7 separate regions of the Mus musculus genome follow, and regions 1, 2, 3, 4, 5 and 7 are each linked to region 6. A link is a contact called in public HiCAR-type and promoter capture Hi-C data. All regions are on one chromosome and are shown on one strand. The core of a region is the stretch at or near the end of the contact, and the rest is flanking DNA. Distances in the headings are between cores, read along the strand shown.

What was found. Promoter capture Hi-C pulls out the DNA fragments that hold promoters and counts their contacts. HiCAR-type assays count read pairs that join an accessible place to other places.
Region 1: a contact with region 6 is called in a promoter capture Hi-C map of liver, with 5 times the contacts expected there. The contact joins the promoter of Gck here to the promoter of Sec14l2 in region 6. A contact is called at or near these places in 2 of 39 promoter capture datasets (both in liver), 1 of 484 Hi-C or Micro-C datasets (liver) and 1 of 115 datasets of contacts at active chromatin or transcription factors (astrocytes).
Region 2: a contact with region 6 is called in a promoter capture Hi-C map of liver, with 6 times the contacts expected there. The contact joins the promoter of Ykt6 here to the promoter of Sec14l2 in region 6. A contact is called at or near these places in 2 of 39 promoter capture datasets (both in liver), 1 of 115 datasets of contacts at active chromatin or transcription factors (astrocytes) and 1 of 9 other capture datasets (liver).
Region 3: a HiCAR-type map of astrocytes shows a contact between it and region 6, with 6 times the contacts expected there. The contact joins the promoter of Pold2 here to the promoter of Sec14l2 in region 6. A contact is called at or near these places in 1 of 39 promoter capture datasets (liver) and 1 of 115 datasets of contacts at active chromatin or transcription factors (astrocytes).
Region 4: a contact with region 6 is called in a HiCAR-type map of astrocytes, with 7 times the contacts expected there. The contact joins the promoter of Polm here to the promoter of Sec14l2 in region 6. A contact is called at or near these places in 1 of 39 promoter capture datasets (liver) and 1 of 115 datasets of contacts at active chromatin or transcription factors (astrocytes).
Region 5: a contact with region 6 is called in a promoter capture Hi-C map of liver, with 5 times the contacts expected there. The contact joins the promoter of Aebp1 here to the promoter of Sec14l2 in region 6. A contact is called at or near these places in 3 of 39 promoter capture datasets (liver and pre-B cells) and 1 of 9 other capture datasets (embryonic stem cells).
Region 7: a contact with region 6 is called in a promoter capture Hi-C map of liver, with 4 times the contacts expected there. The contact joins the promoter of Pgam2 here to the promoter of Sec14l2 in region 6.

Annotation. Positions count from the first base shown.
Region 1 is chr11:5,913,740-5,916,439 of GRCm38.p6, forward strand. It overlaps Gck (glucokinase), which reads right to left and starts at 1,396. Exons shown (of 10, transcript NM_001287386.1): 1 at 1,228-1,396. The coding sequence starts at 1,272. Gm11967 (predicted gene 11967) reads left to right here and starts at 1,528. Exons shown (of 2, transcript NR_166847.1): 1 at 1,528-1,657; 2 at 2,595-2,700.
Region 2 is chr11:5,954,308-5,957,007 of GRCm38.p6, forward strand. It overlaps Ykt6 (YKT6 v-SNARE homolog (S. cerevisiae)), which reads left to right and starts at 1,451. Exons shown (of 7, transcript NM_019661.4): 1 at 1,451-1,697. The coding sequence starts at 1,594.
Region 3 is chr11:5,876,938-5,879,637 of GRCm38.p6, forward strand. Pold2 (polymerase (DNA directed), delta 2, regulatory subunit) reads right to left here and starts at 1,319. Exons shown (of 11, transcript NM_008894.2): 1 at 1,255-1,319; 2 at 1-52.
Region 4 is chr11:5,836,752-5,839,451 of GRCm38.p6, forward strand. Polm (polymerase (DNA directed), mu) reads right to left here and starts at 1,265. Exons shown (of 11, transcript NM_017401.2): 1 at 810-1,265. The coding sequence starts at 1,000.
Region 5 is chr11:5,860,432-5,863,131 of GRCm38.p6, forward strand. Aebp1 (AE binding protein 1) reads left to right here and starts at 1,435. Exons shown (of 21, transcript NM_009636.3): 1 at 1,435-1,967. The coding sequence starts at 1,721.
Region 6 is chr11:4,117,379-4,120,078 of GRCm38.p6, forward strand. Sec14l2 (SEC14-like lipid binding 2) reads right to left here and starts at 1,351. Exons shown (of 12, transcript NM_144520.2): 1 at 1,247-1,351. The coding sequence starts at 1,300. Gm51934 (a long non-coding RNA gene) reads left to right here and starts at 971. Exons shown (of 3, transcript XR_003949841.1): 1 at 971-1,582.
Region 7 is chr11:5,802,396-5,805,095 of GRCm38.p6, forward strand. It overlaps Pgam2 (phosphoglycerate mutase 2), which reads right to left and starts at 1,401. Exons shown (of 3, transcript NM_018870.3): 1 at 880-1,401; 2 at 604-784. The coding sequence starts at 1,293.

The DNA of each region.
Region 1 (2,700 bases), core at 146-2,645, 1.8 Mb after region 6:
CTATCTGTCCAAGCACAGTACCACACGAGGCCAGTGCTCACGGAGAGTCACGGAAGAGAATTACATGACAGTAGAGTTGAGTTGGGTGGTGAGGCAAGGAAGTGGGTGTCAGGGTGGGCTGAGGGGTGCAGCTCCTCACTTTCCTAGAAAGTGAGGAAGTTGCATAGAGGGGAGAAAGGAGTCACCCCGACAACCACGAGAAGGCTAGAGACGCCTGGCTACAGAATGCGGACTTCTTGAGACAGGGTGGAACTGGGTGGCATTAGGCTGTCTCCAGAATCTGTGTACTGTGACAGTGCACACAGGACAGAGATGTGGTAAGGTCTAGAGAACATACAGACATCTGGTGACAGCTTGGTCTAGGGGGTTTAGGAAGAGACACACTAGGAGGATCACATGGACGAGCCTGAGCAGCTGCAGCAGGGATCCACTGGGATTAGGCATCCTGGGAAACCAATCTAAGCAACCCATCTGCCTGCACATAGCTGCCTCAAGTATGTATGGCTGGCTGTGTGCAGACACAGTTCAGGGAAACAGTGGGGAAACAAGCCCTTAGCATGGAGATGTTCTTATACAAGTCTGGATTAGGTCACAGGGAACTAATAGCAAAAGTGGGAGGGATAGAGCTGGCAGGGTCAGATCCCTGAGCACACTCTGATTGCCCACCTTATAATGCAGGAAAAAAAGAAGACACCATCAAGTGCTGTGTTTACCATCTTAGCAGTGGGAGAGGTAGCCCCAGGGAACTGTAGACCCCAGAGGATCTGGACAAGGGCCATAGCAGCCTACAGACAAAAGCCACAGTTCTGAAGGTCCAGAGACAGTGTCAGCACCTGCATGTCCAGTCTTAGCCTGGATCCTCTTTTCCAAGGTCCTATGGTGGCTTTATACAAAGGAGTGAGTGGCCCTAGGTCAGCCATCCACATACTTCTGGAGAAGAAAGCCCCACACTCTACTGAGTACAGCCATGAGGTGCCCCTTAGAGATGAGCAGCACTCAGAAAACATCCCGAGGCTAGGCACTGTCATTCCAGAAACAAGCCCTGGTGGACTCCTCAAGAGCTGGACAATCGTAGCACCAATGAGAAGGGATACAGGGAAGAAGGGACAAATCCAGGTCTCCTACAGGATCGCACTCATCCTTGAACCAATCCCTCTCTCCAACCTGAGCATGCTGCCCTCCAGGTCTCCCCCAATTCAAGGCCTTTGGCCTGTGAGGGGCCCTTACCAGAGTCAACGACTGGGCTCCCCTCCTTGTAGTATCCACAGCCATCTGAGGATAAGCAGGGGTCGTTGGGGAAGTAGAGATGTTCCTGACTCCCGAGGCCACCTGCTGTGGGTGAGGACTGTCTGGCTGAGTGTTGCAAAAGACAGGCAGCCAAGGACTTCTGCACTAATGGGTCAGTCTGAGAGGTGGCTCCTAAAATACCCTGCCTACTGCCACGGGGTCAGGGACAGGGCCAGGGCCAGGACAAAGAACCACGTGGGATCAGGTTTGACAAAGGCCACAGGGACAGGGCTATGAGACAGGCTACCATGTTCTCTGAACACTGGTTGGAGCTGCTGTGGAGAGGTTGATGAAGTGGCTGGAGCTAGCCCACTCACATGCCCCCTTCCAGACTTGTTACAGAAGATGATGATCGGATGCTTTGAAACAGGTAGGCACGAGGAGCTGTGTGAGCCAGTGAGGCTTCAGACTTGTGGGTAGTGGAGATCCTCATGGGGTTTCACCTATGGAGGGTTGGCTATGCACAGCCACACAGTCTGGGGCTCCACCATAGAACTTGGCTGGGAAGGAGAAGCTGGAGGAAGGAAGGAAGGAAGCCAAGCGTTTGTGGAAGGGAGAGTTTGGTCACGGCATGGACTGGGGCAGATGGGAAGGACATCTGTGCACATACAAGCTGGAGAAGATTCAGGTCCTCTGGCTTCCCTGACACCCCCTCCCCTGCAAGTAAAACAATTTTTTTTTTTAACTATTGTGGAATCTTCTTAAATTTCCTTTAACCCAAACAGCAAGAAATAGAATAGAAGAGGCCGTTAAATTTTGTGACAGCAATGCTCAGGACATTCTGGGCTCTTCTACGGGGTTCAGACACCTCCTAGACCTTTCTTTGGGTTTGGCCAGGAGTGACCCCAACATACTCTGCACTTGCTGGCATTTCCAAGCCCTGCTAAAATTAGCTGCCACTGGCAAGTATGACAGGGTACATAGGGTGCCTGTCAGAATGCCAGGTTTTCCCAAGATTGGCCAGTATGGTCACCCCTTGACACGATTGATCACTTTCCCAAAATAGAGCAAAGCTGGCCTCACCAGACCTCATATGACAAGCCTCTGACTACCCAACCCCTGGCTCTGAGCCCCTTTTGCTTTGGGGGTTGAGCTCATGCCTGAATTTGGGGTGGCTGGTCTTGGAGCTGCCTGGGAGCCTTGCTCCCATCTCCTGGGCAAGTCACAGGAGAGGAAGAGGAAGAGGAGGATAGAGGAGGAGGAGGAGGAGGAGGAGGCAAATCTTCAAGCTCTAATCTCTGGGAGGTGGGAGGAAGGGTGTGAACCAATGCAAAGCCAGAGACAAACGGAGCGGATTTCTGTCTCAGCCAGACTGCGCATGAGCAGCAAGCATCCTCCCAGAACATGTCCCAGGGCGTGGTCTCTTTCCAGTCACTGCACCTTTGAGGGAAGAATGGGATCTAGTTGGCTAAG
Region 2 (2,700 bases), core at 201-2,700, 1.8 Mb after region 6:
TCTCTTAATATATATGTCCTATCAATTCTGTTCCTTTAGAGAACTTTAATACATGTATAATATGTTCATATACAAGCATGTATAGAAACATATATATGTGTTCATAGATATATATAGATGTAGATATACTTACATGTAGGTATGTATGCATATGACCTCTTCGGAGTAAGTTGTATACATAGTGTTCATCTATTTATGTTACTGTGTGTTAGTGTGCATGCATGCATGCACCAGAGACTTCTCTTATAAGGTCAGGGCAGTCAGTGACTGAAAGCTGGAAATAAAGATATAGTGCTCTTATCTAATCTGTAGACCTTGCTCAGATTTTAGCCTCCCTTTAAAGCTCTGCTTCTAACAGCCTCAAGGGCACCTTCGGCCTCTCATGAGGCTTGCTTCCTCTTTCTTTCTTTCTTTCTTTCTTTCTTTCTTTCTTTCTTTCTTTCTTTCTGTCATTTAACGTAATGGTGCAAATAACCATCGTCGTCATTGTTAAACATCTGCAATGAGCAGGACTTGGAATTTGATAGTTTATCACTTTTACCAACATGTCTACAAAAAAGGTATTTTTTGAGTCCAACAGATTGGGGGGGGGGGGTAACTTTTGCGGTGCGGAAGTACTGGGACCGAATTCAGGCTGGATAACAGCTGGGGAAACGCAGGGGAAAACAATGTCATTTGAAATTGATTAACAAGCTTGGCTTGGGGAGTTCGCATATCTCTAGATGAGACTTCCTGGGACCAAGGGAGGCTGGGTAAAGTCAGAGAAAAGCAGGAAGAGGTGCCAAGAGTGGCTGTAAGGGAGTTTGATAAGCATTTTGCTGTTCACATTGGAAGCCCAAGGTCTGCTTCTTGCTATCAATTTTCTTAATCCACATCTCTTTCTGCAAGGTCACTATCCTGGTAATTTTGTACAACTTTGGATAAAGAGGCTTTCTTCAGAAATGGTTCTCCGTCTGCCGCCTGTGGAGCCATGGTGTCAGTGCAGGTGAATATAGCTGACACCTCTGGCCGCCTGGCTTGTCGAACAAGTGTGTCCAAGCTGAGTGGCCATAGCCAGTGACGTTTCTGATTTTTATTATTGCAAGAGAAAGGATGAAGGGCCTTTCTTTTAGTCGTCTGTACTTGGGACACCCAGGGAAGAGGTTGGGTAGCCTGGTGCTGTTACACATAGAATGCAACAAAAGTATAGAGTGGGGACAGCTACGGGTTGTTTTTCTAGCAGAATGGGGAAAAAAGAGCGATGGTACGGCACAGCACTCCCCACCGGCAGCCAGGGTCCGCGCGACAGCCCGGAAGGGAACCTGCGCCAAGGCACTGCCACGCAGGCGGAGACCGAGCCTCCTGGCGCCGACCCGGGCGGACGCGGGCGCGCCCCGCCGCTTAGCTACCCGTCCGCGCACGCGCGTACCCTGCCTTCGGGCCTCCGAGGAGCGGCTGGAGCAACTCGCCACCGGAACCGGAAGTGGGCCTTACTCTAGGAGGAAGAAGCCGGCCGGGCCCCGTCAGGAGGCGGCCGCCGCTGTTCTGAGGGACTGTGGCCGCGCTCCTGGGAGCGGGTCTGGGGCTCAGCCGGCGGCCCGAAGGTGCGGCGCCATGAAGCTGTACAGCCTTAGTGTCCTTTACAAAGGCGATCCGAAAGCGGTGCTGCTCAAGGCCGCGTACGACGTGTCTTCCTTTAGTTTCTTCCAGAGGTCCAGGTAAGTGGGCCGGGCCCGGGTGGCTGGACCCGGAGTCCAGGGAGTCGAGTCTCTCGAAGGGCGAGCACGGCTTTGGCCTCCCTCGGGCGGCAGGCTGTACCTGAGGAGTCGTTAGCAACCCTGGGAAAGGGCTCTGCCCTACGCGGTATTGCCCAGTTGTAGAAAGATTGGAAGGCCATTGATTACAGACGCGCTGCCAACTGTTCTGATCTGGGATCTCCGGACTCAGAAATAAGTATGTTGACTACGCCTCGCACCCTGTGATTTAACCAGTGTTTGGTGTCTTAACCTTTGTATTTCGTCGTTGCCAGTGGTTCTCACCTTCCTTGCGCTGCGACCCTTTAGTACCGTTTCTCATGTTGAGGGAACCCTCCCACCCCCAACCATAAAATTATTTTCGTGGCTACTTCATAACTGTAATTTTGCTACTGTTATGCATATGTATTTTTGGAGATTGAGGTTTGCCAAAGGGGTTGCAGCCCACAGTTTGTGAAAGTCGCTGGTCAAAGCTCTTTCCAGAAGTTCTGTATGGAGGTGTTTCTTTTATGAGTAAAATCGTTGATTCCTCAAGGATTGGGAGTCAGGGGTCAAACTCATTCTTTTTAGTGTTTGGGCCTTGATTATCAGGAAGGGTCCACACTGGTAGCTAGGCAGGAACCACTGGATTTGTATTGCTTGTAGGCATGTAAAGGATTGTGGGGTGCTTTAATTGTAAGCTGCACAGATACCCAGTCTTGTGGGAGTGACTCAGACACAAAAGGAAAAGGGCCCAACAGGGTAGGACCTGTGGTCATCTTGACTCAACGTCTGGGGAAATCTGCTTGTTCAGGTTGTGTCTCAGCTTTTGATGGTTCTAATGACTTCATATAAGTGGGATATATAGTAGTTGGCTTTTTGTGTCCCACTGATTTTACTAAGCAGAATGACCCCAAGGTTGACCTATGTTTCTGCAGATACCAAATTTTTCTCCCCTTTAAAATATATACAGTATTGAGTTTTATGT
Region 3 (2,700 bases), core at 69-2,568, 1.8 Mb after region 6:
CACTCCTGGCTTGTTTGGTCCAAGCAGCTGTGTCCAGGCCGAGGAGTTATCACTGCAGAGACACACAAAGGCATTCCTGCAATCCCTTCTTGTACCCAAAGCTCCCCTAGTGTCCCAACCACGCTGTCCACAATGTGCACACATGTGTCCGGAGGTGTCATCCTATAACCTAGTCAGATACAACCTGGAGCTCGTTCCAAACCTTGTTCATCACCTCCTCCTCTCCACATTTCTACCCAATCACCAGGGTCTCAAATTCTGCATACCCTCAAATGGAATTATTGATCTGCTTCTGCCCAGCTCCCTGGGACCTCTGCTACCTCTAGGGATGCTATCAGGCATCACTGAAGAAGCCTGTCATAATATAATTAGTGATAAAAAATAAAGCATAAAGCTGCCCCTGTTTTGCTCAAAACCCCCCAAAGGTTGCTTTTCAGTAAATAAAACCCCAAGTTCTTACCACGACCTGTAAGATCAGCTCTGGGCCTCTAAGAACAGCTCCCCCCTCCTATCTGTTTCTCCTTCCAAGTGTCCCTTCCACAGCAGGGGCTCCAAGTAGAGGCCTCTCTACTCCTGCTGGGTCCTCTCCTTTTCCCCAAGGCTTACTGGCTCTTCCCTTTCAAGTCTTTCCTTAAAACTCACCTTCCCATATCTAATTGACTGCATTGCTACTTCAACTGTCTGCATCATTATCATCTCTCAAGCATTTACTTTGCCTCCTCCAACTGTTGCCTAAGCTCCGGCAGCGCAGAGGTTTGTTTTCTTGTATTGCACCCCTTCCCACTAAGATGTGCTTGGGGATGGATGCACAGCGGACTTTAGTATAAAGTATCTCAACATATTCTTCATGCGTAGTTGAGACGACAACAGGCTGGATGTAGTAACGGAAGTTTTGAACACAGCTTTCTTTTTCATTTTACTTTTTTTTTTTTTTTTTTGGTACAGCTATTACAAAGTTCAAATTCCCCTAGCTGGTTCGGCTTTCTTTAATGCGCAGCTCTGGCTTAGGGAGCGGACCCTATGAATTTGCCAAATGGGCACATGTAAACTGGATGTAAGCCAAAAACGCACGGTGGTGGCAGCGGCCCACACGGTGCTCCAGGCCGGACCCGACGGGAGACCTGCCCCGAAGCAGACACGCCCAGCTCGGGCCCATGTTACAGTTCGAAGCACCCTCAAGACCCCGGCCCGCTGTCCAGGTACCGCCAAGTCTGACCCAGGACCCACGTTAACCCCGCTCAGCAGCACACTCACCGCGCCACGCCGCATCCCGCCAATCTCTGCGCGCCCGTCCCGCCCATCGGCGCATCCAGCCAATCGCCTCCCGCCCCATCCCGCCCATCGCTGCACGCTTCATCCAGCCAATCCCCGTGCGCCCCGCCTCTGGACCGAGGAAACGCGGAGTCACGCCTCCGGTTCCCGGGACAACCCATCACTTAGCACTGGGTTTCCTGTGCGCATGCGGTGTTTGCGGCTGGGCCTCATCGGGTGAACTCCTTGGGTAGCGTGGGCCGTAGTGAGGCTGGGCGCCTGGCTCATGCTGCTCTCCCCGAGCGCTGGGGGTCTGGTGGCTCCTGTGTGGCTGAAGCTTCCCTCCCACTCTATCCTGCGCTGTGATTCTCACCCTGACTTCTCAGATTCCCTTGGAAGCATGAACAATTTCTCCCATCTCACAGGCAGGGAAACAGGCAAAATGACCCAGCTAGTGAGAAAAGCTAGAATTCACACTAAGACACCCTGACTGCAAGTGCATCAGACTTCAGTGGTAACATTGCTCCTTTTTAAAATTGCCTAATTACTCAGTCTGAAACTTATTACTTAAGGTAGGTTTCTTCTGGCTTACTAAGTTTTTTTGTTTTATTTTGAATTTATTTTGTTTTGTTTTGTGTGTGGGTGTGTTTTGCCTGCACGCATGTGAGGTCAGTCTCCTCGGAGGCGAGAAGAGAGCGTCCGTGTCACCTGGAACTGGAATTACAAATGGTTGTGAGCCATTCTGAAAGAGCTCTCAACCGAGCTTTCTCCAGCCCCTTGTTTCTGTTTTTGTTTGTTTTTGCTTTTTGAGACAAGGTTTCCCTCGTTCCTGTTTTAATAATGAATTAAATCATTTTTTTCCCCCCGAGACAGGGTTTCTCTGTATAGCCCTGGCTGTCCTGGAACTCACTTTGTAGACCAGACTGGCCTCGGACTCAGAAATCCACCTGCCTCTGCCTCTGCCTCCCAAGTGCTGGGATTAAAGGCGTGCACCCCCACCCCCGGCTAAATCATTTGTTTTTAATGTTTCAGTTTGTTGAGTATTTTTTCCTTTGTAAGCTGGGCTGAGTGCGGATTTTTGCCTACTGTCTCAAGTAGCCTGTTGCATATTTGATTATGTTGCAACGTTCTTGTGTTCCAGGAACAAACCCCATTTGATGGATTTGAAACCACTTTGTAGAATTAAAATCCAAAGTTACAATGACACAGAGCTCGTTGTTGTGCAGCCCCTTGACTGGAGCTCTCCATTTACTCTTTGGTTGCTGTTCCCTTTGGTCTGCAGGACTCTCCTTAGGATTCCTTACAGTAAATGTCTAAGGAAATGGACTCATCAAATTTTATCCCAGAATATCTTTATTTCTACTTTTTCCTTGAGACGGGTCTAATATATTCCATGGTGTAGCAACAGGGCCTTAAACTCCTGATCTTTCTGTCTACACCTCTGGAGTG
Region 4 (2,700 bases), core at 15-2,514, 1.7 Mb after region 6:
CAAACCCCAGTAGGCAGACTCTTGTTGTATGTACTTGGAAAGCATCGTATTTATATTTCCTTTACACTGGGAAAATCCAATGCAGGCCACCTTGTCAGGCTGTGGTAAGAATGTAGAGCCACACGAAATCCAAATTGTTATCTCTACTCTTTTAAGTGTAGTCTTGAGCCGGGCGTGGTGGCGCACGTCTTTAATCCCAGCACTTGGAAGGCAGAGGCAGGCAAATTTCTGAGTTCGAGGCCAGCCTGGTCTACAGAGTGAGTTCCAGGACAGCCAGGGCTACACAGAGAAACCCTGTCTCGAAAAAAAACAAAACAAACAAACAAAAAGAATGTTTCATTTGTGGAGGGAGGAGTTAGTTGCAAACAAACTAGCCAGCTACACGGGCACAGGCTCCTTTAGTCTCCTCAATCTCAGTTACTCCACTGCCCTGGGCATTTTCTCTACTGGAGCTAGTTGGTGACGTCTGCAAACTCAGGACATCTTTGACCGCTGGCTCATTGGAGGGAATGCAGCTAGCAAATATTTCTCACTAACCATTCTTTCTTTTATAGCTCTTTAAGAAGCCTCTGACTCGATGGCATCCTTTCAAAAAGAGGAACTCCGGGTTGGAGACCGTACCGCAACCGCGAAGTACCGAGGCTGGCTTGGAACCCAAAGCCGCAGGTGCTGCTTGCTGTCACAGCTGCGCGCCAGCTCCCGCCCTGGGCCACAGTAAGTCCCTACCCTGGGGTGACGGGCACAATTACACCAGCTCCCGGAGGGGGATGGCATCCCACCACCATCGGGGCCTCCCGGGAGCCGCACACCTGTAAGCATCTAGGACGCGGAAGCCTTTGGACCGCGCCAGGCGGGTGAGGAAGGCCCGGCGGCTGCGGCCCATTCGCGGCTCCGCAAGGTAGATGGCCACATCCGGGAAGCGCACCACCGAGGGCGGCGTGGAAGAGGCTACCGCGCTGTGTGGGGACCCAGCTCGCACTCGCCGTCGCTTCGGAAGCATCTGGGCACCAACTCTGGAAGCACAGGAAGCCGCAGAACGAAGGAAGGCAGGGTCATGAAAGAAGGCGGAAGGAGGAGAGAGGAAGTGGTGTCTGCTCTATGCAAACGAGACGCCCTCTAGGATGCTTTTGGCTTCCCATCGGAAGCCCCAGTTCTATGCAAATAACGCCCGAGGATTCTTATTTGAACTACTCTCATAGAAAGCCCCAGTGGTTTCCCAGACCTTAGAGTAGCCTGGGCCCGTAGGCGGGGCTTCGCCTCGTACTGGGCGGGCACTTTTCTCCTCTCGGGGGCGGAGTCTCGGCCTCTCTTCCTCGCCCCCGAGGGCGGGGTCTCAGGTTATCCTGGCCATATGAGAAGTCCTGGATAACCCTCCACTGCCTCTGCTGGTGACAGAGCGCCCACGCCACTTCCCCTGGGTATGCAGAGGGGAACGGAGTTTGAGTAGTATACATGTGAGCTGGTGGAGGGTGAAAACGTTTTCCAATGTAACGAACAGCATTGGGACAGCTGGCGTTCCATTTGGAAAGTTAAGTCTGCAACCCTATAGGTTGGAACAATAATATGAACTAACCAGTACTCCCAGATCTCATGTCTCTAGCTGCATATGTAGCGGAAGATGGCTTAGTCGGCCATCATTGGGAAGAGAGGCCCCTTGGTCTTGCAAACTTTATATGCCTCAGTACAGGGGAACACCAGGGCCAAGAAGTGGGAGTGAGTGGGTAGGGGAACAGGGCGGGGGAGGGTATAGGGGACTTTCGGGATAGCATTTGAAATGTAAAGTAAGAAAACACCTAATAAAAAATTGGGGAAAAAAAAAAAAAGACTAGATCCCAGTGGAAGTGAACAGAAATGGTTTCTATGTGCCCTTTTTCCCCGATTGAAGAAAAATAATTCCAGTGGCTCTTCATCTGGAACAGCATTATTTATGGATTTTATAGATTAAACTTATTAAAATTCCTTTATAGTTACATTAGGAAGGATTTTGAGTCCTGATTGATACCCTTTGTTCAGTTATTTCACTGGATCTTTTGTCAGAAATGTTCCTATGCCCCATTATGCCATAGTCAAAAAAAAAAAAAAAAAATTGGCCCCCTTACAAACTGCTTAACATTAAGCAGATCTCAGACGGATCAGCAATCATTTAAATCCGAAAAAGAAACCAAAGCTATATTAGTGACACTCGATTTTTTTTAATTTTTAAAAATATTTATTAGATGTATTTATTTTTATTTTCTGTGTCTTCGTGTTTTACTTGCATGTGTAGCTGTACCCCACGTACATGTTTGGTGCCGTCGAGTGAGAATGTTTCAGATCCTTGGAACTTGAGTTAAGAACATTTGTGAGCCGCTGCCCCTGTGAATGCTGGGAATCTAACTCAGGTCCTCAGCAGGAACAAGTGCTCTTAACCAATAAGTCATCTCTCTAGCCCCTTAAAAAAATTTTTTTTTAATTATGTGCTTAATTGTTTTGCCTGAATGCATGCATGTACACCACGTGTATGCCTGGTGCGGGCAGAGATCTTGAACTGCAGTTAAAGATGGCTGGGAACTGAACCTGGGCTCTCTGCAAGAGCAGCAAGTGCTCTTAACTCCCAAGCTATCTCTCCAGCCCCATTGGAAGATTTTTGTGATCTAAGGAGCACAACCAACTGGAGGAAAAGAATGGCAAGTGGAACCACATGTAACTTTAAATCCTGGC
Region 5 (2,700 bases), core at 185-2,684, 1.7 Mb after region 6:
GGAGGCCTAGCTGTGAGAGGATTGTCCCGGGATGGGGGAGGGGGAGCAAAGTGGATGAGGACCAACAGCCTGTGGGATGCAAGGGCTGATCGTGTGTGCTAGGCACAGCACAAAGTGGTCCATTTAGCCGGGCAGTGGTGGTGCACACCTTTAATCCCAGCACTTGGGAGGCAGCAGCAGGTGGGTTTCTGAGTTCGAGGCCAGCCTGGTCTACAGAGCAAGTTCCAGGACAGCCAGAGCTACACAGAGAAACTCTGTCTCAAAAAAATCGAATAAACCAGAAAGGTGGTCCATTTAATATGCGTATAGTAAGTTGTGGACACGGAGTTCCCCTGCTGAGTCAGACAGCTAGGAGGGCTAAGATGGGTTAGACCCTCCCCCCCACACACACACACACACTCACACACACATCAGTTCTTGGCATAGTCTCCATGCTTCCTCAAGGAGAGCCAGAAAGGAGACTGCCGGGAGGGGCTTGCCTACTCCCTGAGAGCAGTGGGTTACAGAGCCCAGTACCCGAAAATTTCCCCTTTTTCTCCCTGCTCATGCTGGACAGAGAGGGTGAGGGTGAGGGTGAAAGACTGAGGAGGTGGCATCGTGTTGGTGTTTCTTGACCTGCTTTTTCTTTTTTCTCTTCCAGCTGAGATGTAAACTTTCCCATGTCAATCATCTGGGGGTCGCTATTCTTTTTTATCAGAGTGCCTCCCCACCTTGGTTGAAAGCTGCCTGCCACTGCCCTGGACCTATGGCTGCTACAAGCCCACGTTCACATCTTTAATCCTTCATGGGTAAATGCTCTGGCATTCCTGGGCTTAGCTATGATGGCCATTATGAGCCAGCCAACGTTTGTATTCTAGAAGCCATAGCTGAAGCTGTTGTAAACAATTTGTTGTTTTAACCGCTTCTGGTCAGAGGAAGGAGAGAAATAGCTATTACTCCACATTGGGACCTGAGCCCTGAGCTCTGAAGTGGGGCTCCTATCTCCATAAGGACAGCAGCTTGCTGAGAACAGCTTTTCACAGCCTTCCTCGCAAAAATTGGCTCCAAAGACCTGGGATGTTGGTGATAACTGGACAAAGGTGACACCTGTGCAAGCACACAGCAGGTGACACTTTGAAGAGCTAACCTCCAGAAAGTGGAAAGGAGGTGATCGCCAGTACCCTCGAGGGCCCTACTCCCTCCCTCCCCTAGCAATCTCCCTGGGCTCAGAGCAAAGGGCACAGCGGGTTAGAGCACAGGTCTCCTTAGACTCCGCACACTCCCTTCCCCATAACTGTTGCATTCTTTTCTCCCAGGCCTTCCTCCCCGCTAGGCGCCCTGCACCCAGACCCTCTAAACTGGGCGCTGACGCTGCTATTAGTCTGGGCTCCGTGCTGCTCCGCCTCCCTCCCCCGCAGCCCCCGGTCCAAGGCCGGCTCCTCCTCCTCCCCCTCCGGAAACCCGAAGCCCCCGCCCCGGCCAGGCCGTCGCAAGCGCTCTGGAGGGCGGTCCGCGTGAGAGCCAGCCACGCGGGGCAGGAGCGCCCAGTTGCTGCCGGAGCTGGGCCCGCCAGAACCTCTCCTGGAGCCCCTTGCTCTCCTTGAATCTCCCTTTCCCACCGCTTTCTGGATACCCTTGACGCCCACGTTCCTCGCGCCCTTTCCCGCCCCTACGCGGGGCGCTGCCCCTGCCACCCAAGTCCCTGCTCAAGCCCGCCCGGCTCCCGCGCGTGCCCAGAGCCATGGCTCCAGTGCGCACCGCATCCCTGCTCTGCGGCCTCCTGGCACTGCTGACGCTGTGCCCTGAGGGGAACCCACAGACGGTGCTGACGGACGACGAGATCGAGGAGTTCCTCGAAGGCTTCCTTTCGGAGTTGGAGACCCAGTCCCCGCCCCGGGAAGACGACGTGGAAGTCCAGCCGCTTCCCGAACCCACCCAGCGTCCCCGCAAATCCAAGGCAGGGGGCAAGCAGCGGGCAGATGTAGAAGGTGAGAACCTGGTGACATGGGTGGCCATGGCATCAAGTGAGCATACAGGGGCTCTGGAGGGTCTAGCCACTTCCCATGCTGCCCCGTGAGGAATGTCTCTCCAAGGCAACGCAAGGCAACACACTGCCAGGCAGCAGTTCTGTCCTGGAGTTTGGAAACCTGGAGGTGTGTGTTCAGCATAGGGTGGCGCTGGGCTTTTGAGGTCGCCCAAGTTGTTCATCCCAGGTCTCAAGAGAGTGTAGGTTTGGACGAGTGGGAAATTGTGATTCGCCTCTCCGAACTGGCCCTAGTCTCTTAGTGGCAAGCTTCAAGCCTAGGCATCTGCTTGCCTCCTCTTCTCCCACAGGAACACAGACAGGGGAGCGGGGTGAGGAAGACTTCCAGGTGAAAGTGGGCAGTCTGAGATGGTCAGAACTAAGCGAGGTGATAGCATCCCGGAGGCATGCAACCCCGAGCCTCTTATGCAATCGTTGTCAGTAAATCTTAGCTGTTTTTCATGGCCCTCTGGAGAGTGGCAACGGATCTTGTGATCTCTCTCCCAGGAGACTGTAAGGCACCATTCATCATTCCTGAGGTCAGCCACTCCCCCTCCGGCCCCCACTGCTGTAGATCTGTCCTGCTCTCCCTACCCTCACCTCCCTGCACACTTTGCCTCCAGCAACCAAGACGTTCTGGACATTGCCAAGTGACCCTGCTCCTGCTGCATGTTTTGCTGTATTCCCTGTGTTTCAGC
Region 6 (2,700 bases), core at 101-2,600:
ACAGCTCCTGCAGGTGGCCACAAAAGGGAAACATACTAGGAAAGCCACCAAGGGAGGTGGACAGTGACCCAGGATAGCCACCCCTATCCCTGATCTCTCACTACCCAGTAGTAAACAGGCAGCCCCAAGCCTCCTACAACAGCAGAGACCTTTATCTGGTTACTGACCTGTAGGACACCTCCAGAGAGGACCAATGAGGACTGGCCACCTCTGCCCTTTGCCTTAGGTCAGCTAGGTCTAATCAGACCCTCCCATCCCCCAAAAGCAGCTCCCAGAGTTAGGACAATGGTCATCTAAACAACAAGCAGAAGGCCACCCTTCACCAAGGACCTCACCTAGCCCCTGGCTTAATCCCCACCAAACCTATGCCCAACAGACTTAGCCTGCACGTCAGCAGCAAACCTGGCATGGGAAAAAAGTCACACACAGCAGCCACATCTGCTGCCACACTCTGGAATAAATAAGAAACTGCACAACTGGGAACACTGGGGCTGGACCCCATCAATTCTGATCCCGTGCAACTGAGGAGATAAAGTCTTTTGGCCAGAAGTGCCAGCTCCCGAACTTGAATGGAGTAGATAAGTCCCTGTCTGCCCAGGTGCCAAGGCAAAGCCTGGTCAGGTCCTTTCCTTTTGAGTGGCATCACTAAGTTCAGGCAAGGGTCTGGGTTGCCAGGGTGGGGAGAGCTCTTCTCTCCGAAAGGATTCCAACCTAGTGAATCCCGGACATCTTAGACTTCACACACAAGAGGTGCCCGACAGACAACTCCTCTAATTTCATCGAAGAGCACAGCACACAGGACAGGGTTTGGCCCAAGGTCGCACAGTGACTTAGTGCCTTGAAAGAGCTAGGGGGAGTTTGCCAAGGAACTGTCAGGGACCCTTCCATATGCCACTGCCCCAAAAGAGAAAAACCTCCCGGAAATGGGAGGAAACCTGGGGCCCTGCCCCTGTCCCACGGCCCTGCTACCAGTCCCTGCCAGCCCGGAGGATGAATGTTGCCTTTGTGCCCTCAGCTGCCTCCCAAGGCTTCCAAGCAACCACTTCTTCCCAAGGGGGCACCTCTGGGGCTGCTCATGCTGAAGATCGCGATGACCAAACTTCCCGAGGTCCTCACCCTGAAGGAGAAGCGGTCCGCTGGGCACTAGCCAAGCGGGGGCGATCAGTCGCCCGCCCGCGAGGACAGTCCCTTACAGCCGCTTTTCAGCCAGGAGCGAGGGCCACAGACAGACCAAGAGCAAGCTCACCTTGGCCAGTGCCTCCTCCTGTTTGGGGCTCAGGTCACCGACTCTGCCGCTCATCGTGGCTCAGCCTTGGGGCGCGGTGCCTGCGGCAGCTGATGGAGCTCCGACTCGTTTGCCGCCGCCGCAGCCGCTGGAGTAAAGTCCCAGTCTTTGGCCGAGGCCCCGGGGCTGGCGGCCAAGACCCGCCTCTTAAAGGAGCCCGAGGGGCGGGGCGAGACGCGCAGAGGCCCTGGATTGGAGCCAGAATGCTTGCTCATACACCTGAGGAGCTACTTGGGTCTGGATCCTCATCCTAACCAAGAGGAAGCTGGAAAGCTCTAGCAAACGACGTCTTCTAAGGTGCGACTCCACAAGGCTGGACCGGGCTGCTCTCATAGCTTTCCTTACCCCAAAATGTTGACAGCTCTCTGGTGCCCACTGAAAAGGGATGCCCCTTAAGCGTCTTTCTGCCTGTAGGAACTGTGGTGTTCACTCTGCCATCTGCTTATGGTCACTACTACCAGCTCTGCTTGGGAGTGAGAGTTGACCCCCAGGGTTGCCGATGTAACTCAGTGGCAGAAGGCTTGCCACTGAGTTACGCGCACGACCTTAAGTCGGATTCCCAGCACTGCATGGTCATAGTGGCACATTCCAACACATACCTGAGATCCCAGCATTGGAGAAGCAGAAGTTCTGATCACCCTTAGCTTATTTATTGGGCTTGAGGCAAGCCCAGAATACAAACAAATAAACCAAATGGAGTGGACAGCCTTTTCCCTCTACCTGCAGAGCAGGCATGGTAAAGACCATGGCATCTAGCTGAAGAGAAAGGAAGACCAGCCTCCCCACTAAGACCCAGGTCTCTGCGTCTGATCTTCCCTGCTCTCTGGGAGCCACACCTGAAGCTCTCACATCTCAGTTGGCATGCTCTGCTTCCTCTGTGGAAGTGAGGAGGCTCAGGTTTGAGGGCCCGTGTCCCACGGGTGTCTACGGGGTCCTTTGCCTCACTGCACTGTTGCTTCTTCTCTAACCGAGGGTGATCATGGGCAGGAGGCTAATGGAAGTTAATGTACACAATTCTCAGGTTTGACTTCTTGTGGCCACCTCCTTGCTGTCCATTGCTGGCTGCCTAGCCAGATCTTGGCCGTAGGCTAGACAGAGAGGAAACCACACTGGAAGCCAGAGCCCACAGCAGCCCTGCTGTGCTTATCTGCTTCCCAGCTCTGGCCAAGAGCCTGCGGACTCCCCGCTAGTGACAAGTTTGACTAGTGAGTGGGTGGACTCTGACAGCTGTAGCCTAGCAGCCTCTTGTCCAGCCTATACCATCAGACTGCCTCCCGCCCCCCAGTTACTACTTCTGGCTCACACAATAGAGTTCATAGCCTTCTCCTGCTAGAGCCCTCGCCACTTTGATCTTACTTCCATGGTGATACCTGGTCACAGGGCCAGGGCCATTTTGTCTTCCTACTGTATGCCAA
Region 7 (2,700 bases), core at 151-2,650, 1.7 Mb after region 6:
GGACCATAATTGGTAACCTCCCTACACTGCTATGCCCCCCTTCCAGGCCTGTCTACTAGCCCTTGCTCTTCAGTTAGGAGCACCACCACAGGCCTAAGATTTTAAGTAGCTCCATATTTCTGCACTCTGCTGCCTTTTTTTAGCCTATAGAAGACTGAGAGGTGGGGGAACACATGGTTCAGGTCTGTGTGGGTGGATGGACTATGTATTGTACCTGAGGCAAAGGGGCCTCAGAGTCAAGGCACTTTGTACATAGACTTGAGAGAAAAAGAGGAAATGCAGGCAGCACCAGGAGAGAGAGCAAGAGTTTTATAACAGCTCAAGTGGCTTGATTCAGCAGGAAGCCAATACTTGGCGTTGATGGCCAGAGCTCTGACCTCTTTCCCCAGTGGGTGCCAGAAGCCTGCTCTACCTATGATCAGCTCCTGTGGGGTGCCTCAGCTATGCTGTCTGTGCTGACTACATAACTGGAAATGGGACAACACAAAGTATTACAAAACTCCTGCCTCCATCAACTTCTGAAACCCTGACATCTGTAAAATAGCTGAAACCAATGAACCGCAGTGGTTTCTGTCTCACATCTTTCCTGAGAGTAGGCCTCACCTTCCAGATGTTTCACAATGCCCCGAAGGCTGTTCCCATGGGCTGCAATAAGCACTCTCTGGCCAGCCTTAATCTTAGGTGCGATCTCCTCATTCCAGAAGGGCAAAGCCCGGGCAATGGTGTCCTTGAGACTTTCACAGGTAGGCAGCTCCTCAGGCTTCAAGCCTGCATAGCGGCGGTCCTGGGGACAAGGGCACAGGAACATTTCGCTTTTGTTTACTGGGTAGCCCTCCCCCCTGGGCTCCCAACCTTCCAGCTTCCCGGCATCTGGCCCACCTTGCTGATGGAGGTGTAGTAGTTGTGTTTCTCATCCATGGGTGGTGGTGGGGTGTCAAAGGAACGCCTCCAGATCTTCACCTGCTCCTCCCCGTGCTTTGCAGCCGTCTCAGCCTTATTGAGGCCTGTGAGGCCACCATAGTGCCGCTCATTGAGGCGCCAGGTACGCACCACGGGCACCCACATTTGGTCCGTAACATCCAGGATGGTCCAAAGGGTGCGGATTGCCCGCTTCAGCACCGACGTGTAGCAGATGTCAAACTCTATCTTGGCATCTTTGATAGCGGTGGCCCCCCGCTTGGCCTCCTCTGCTCCCTTCTCACTCAGCTCTGCATCAAACCAGCCACAGAAACGGTTCTCTTGGTTCCATAAGCTCTCACCGTGGCGAACCATTACTAGGCGGTGGGTGGTCATGGTGGCGGGGGACACAGGAACTCTAGGTGGCAGCTGCTTGCTTGGCCCTTTAGGCTTTATAACAGTTTTCCCAGCCCCCACCCCAGCCCTAACTGCCAATCAGCATTCCAGGAGATACAGGCAGAGGCAGGCAACCAGTAGCAGAACTGGGGGTGGGGTGTAGTCCAAGGAGCTGAACTTAAAAATAGTCTCACAAAATCATCAGCTCAGATGACAAGCCCCATAACCAGCTGGCACCTGGTAACAAGCCGCATGGGGCTGCAGAACTGGACCAGGGTGAAGGGCAGGAGTCAACCTGGGGGTGTTCTCCATGTGGAGACACTCTTGACATCAGCAGCTTTCAATCACAATTGGCCCTCTCCTGATCGGGTAGAAACAACTATTCCAGGCCCTTTTCTGATATATACATATGTTTAAAGACAGAGTTGAATTGTGTGACTCAAGCTGCAATCTCTCTTCAGTCTCTTAATACAATTAAGAACAAGCGCATCTCAGGAAGAAGTCTAGCCTAGTGTCAAGGTCAAGGGTATGTATAAGATATCCATACAAAGAGGTCAGTGTGTAAGTAAATAAGTAGGCGTGTCTGCAACAGTGATTGTTCTCTGCCCAGGTGCCTGTCCCAGCGTACATGCATTGTCTGTGTTGCTGTGTTGGTGAGACGGAGTGAGCACACACGTTTTACCAGGCAGATACCCCCACCCCACTAAGTATGGAGGATGAGGAGCAGTTGCTTTGAGAGGTGCACAGGATGAGACAGCTCCCCAGATGATACTCAGGTGAGCTAGAAGAACACTGAGGGCAGAGCTGGGAGCCCTACAGGAAGGGTACACTGGGTTGAGGTACCAGTAAAAAACAGAACACCCTAAGGGACTGGAGAGATGGCTCCTCAAGAGCACTTCCAAAGGACCCAGATACAATCTCCAGTACCCACATTGGGCAGCTCACCACTACCTGCAACTATAGCTCCAGGGGCATCCAACAGGTCTGGTCTCAGTGTATACCTGCACTAATGTGCACATTTCCTACCCACAATTAAAAATAAACTTAAAGACATTTTAGAACCTGGTTGTGCACACCTTTAATCCTACCCCCTGCCCAAGTGCTGGGATTAAAGACATGCACCACTGTCACCCCTCTGATGTTGTTTTTTTTTTTTTTTTTTTTTTTTGGCGGGGGGGAGGGGTCAAAACAGGGTTTCTCTGTATAGCACTGGCTGTCCTGGAACTCACTTTGTAGACCAGGCTGGCCTCGAACTCAGAAATCTGCCTGCCTCTGCCTCCCGAGTGCTGGGATTAAAAGCGTGCCCCACCACTGCCCAGCCCCCTGTGTTGTTTTAAAGACAGGCTCTCACTATGCAGCTTTAGCTGGCCTGGTACTTGCTATGTAGACCAGGCTGACCTGGTACAG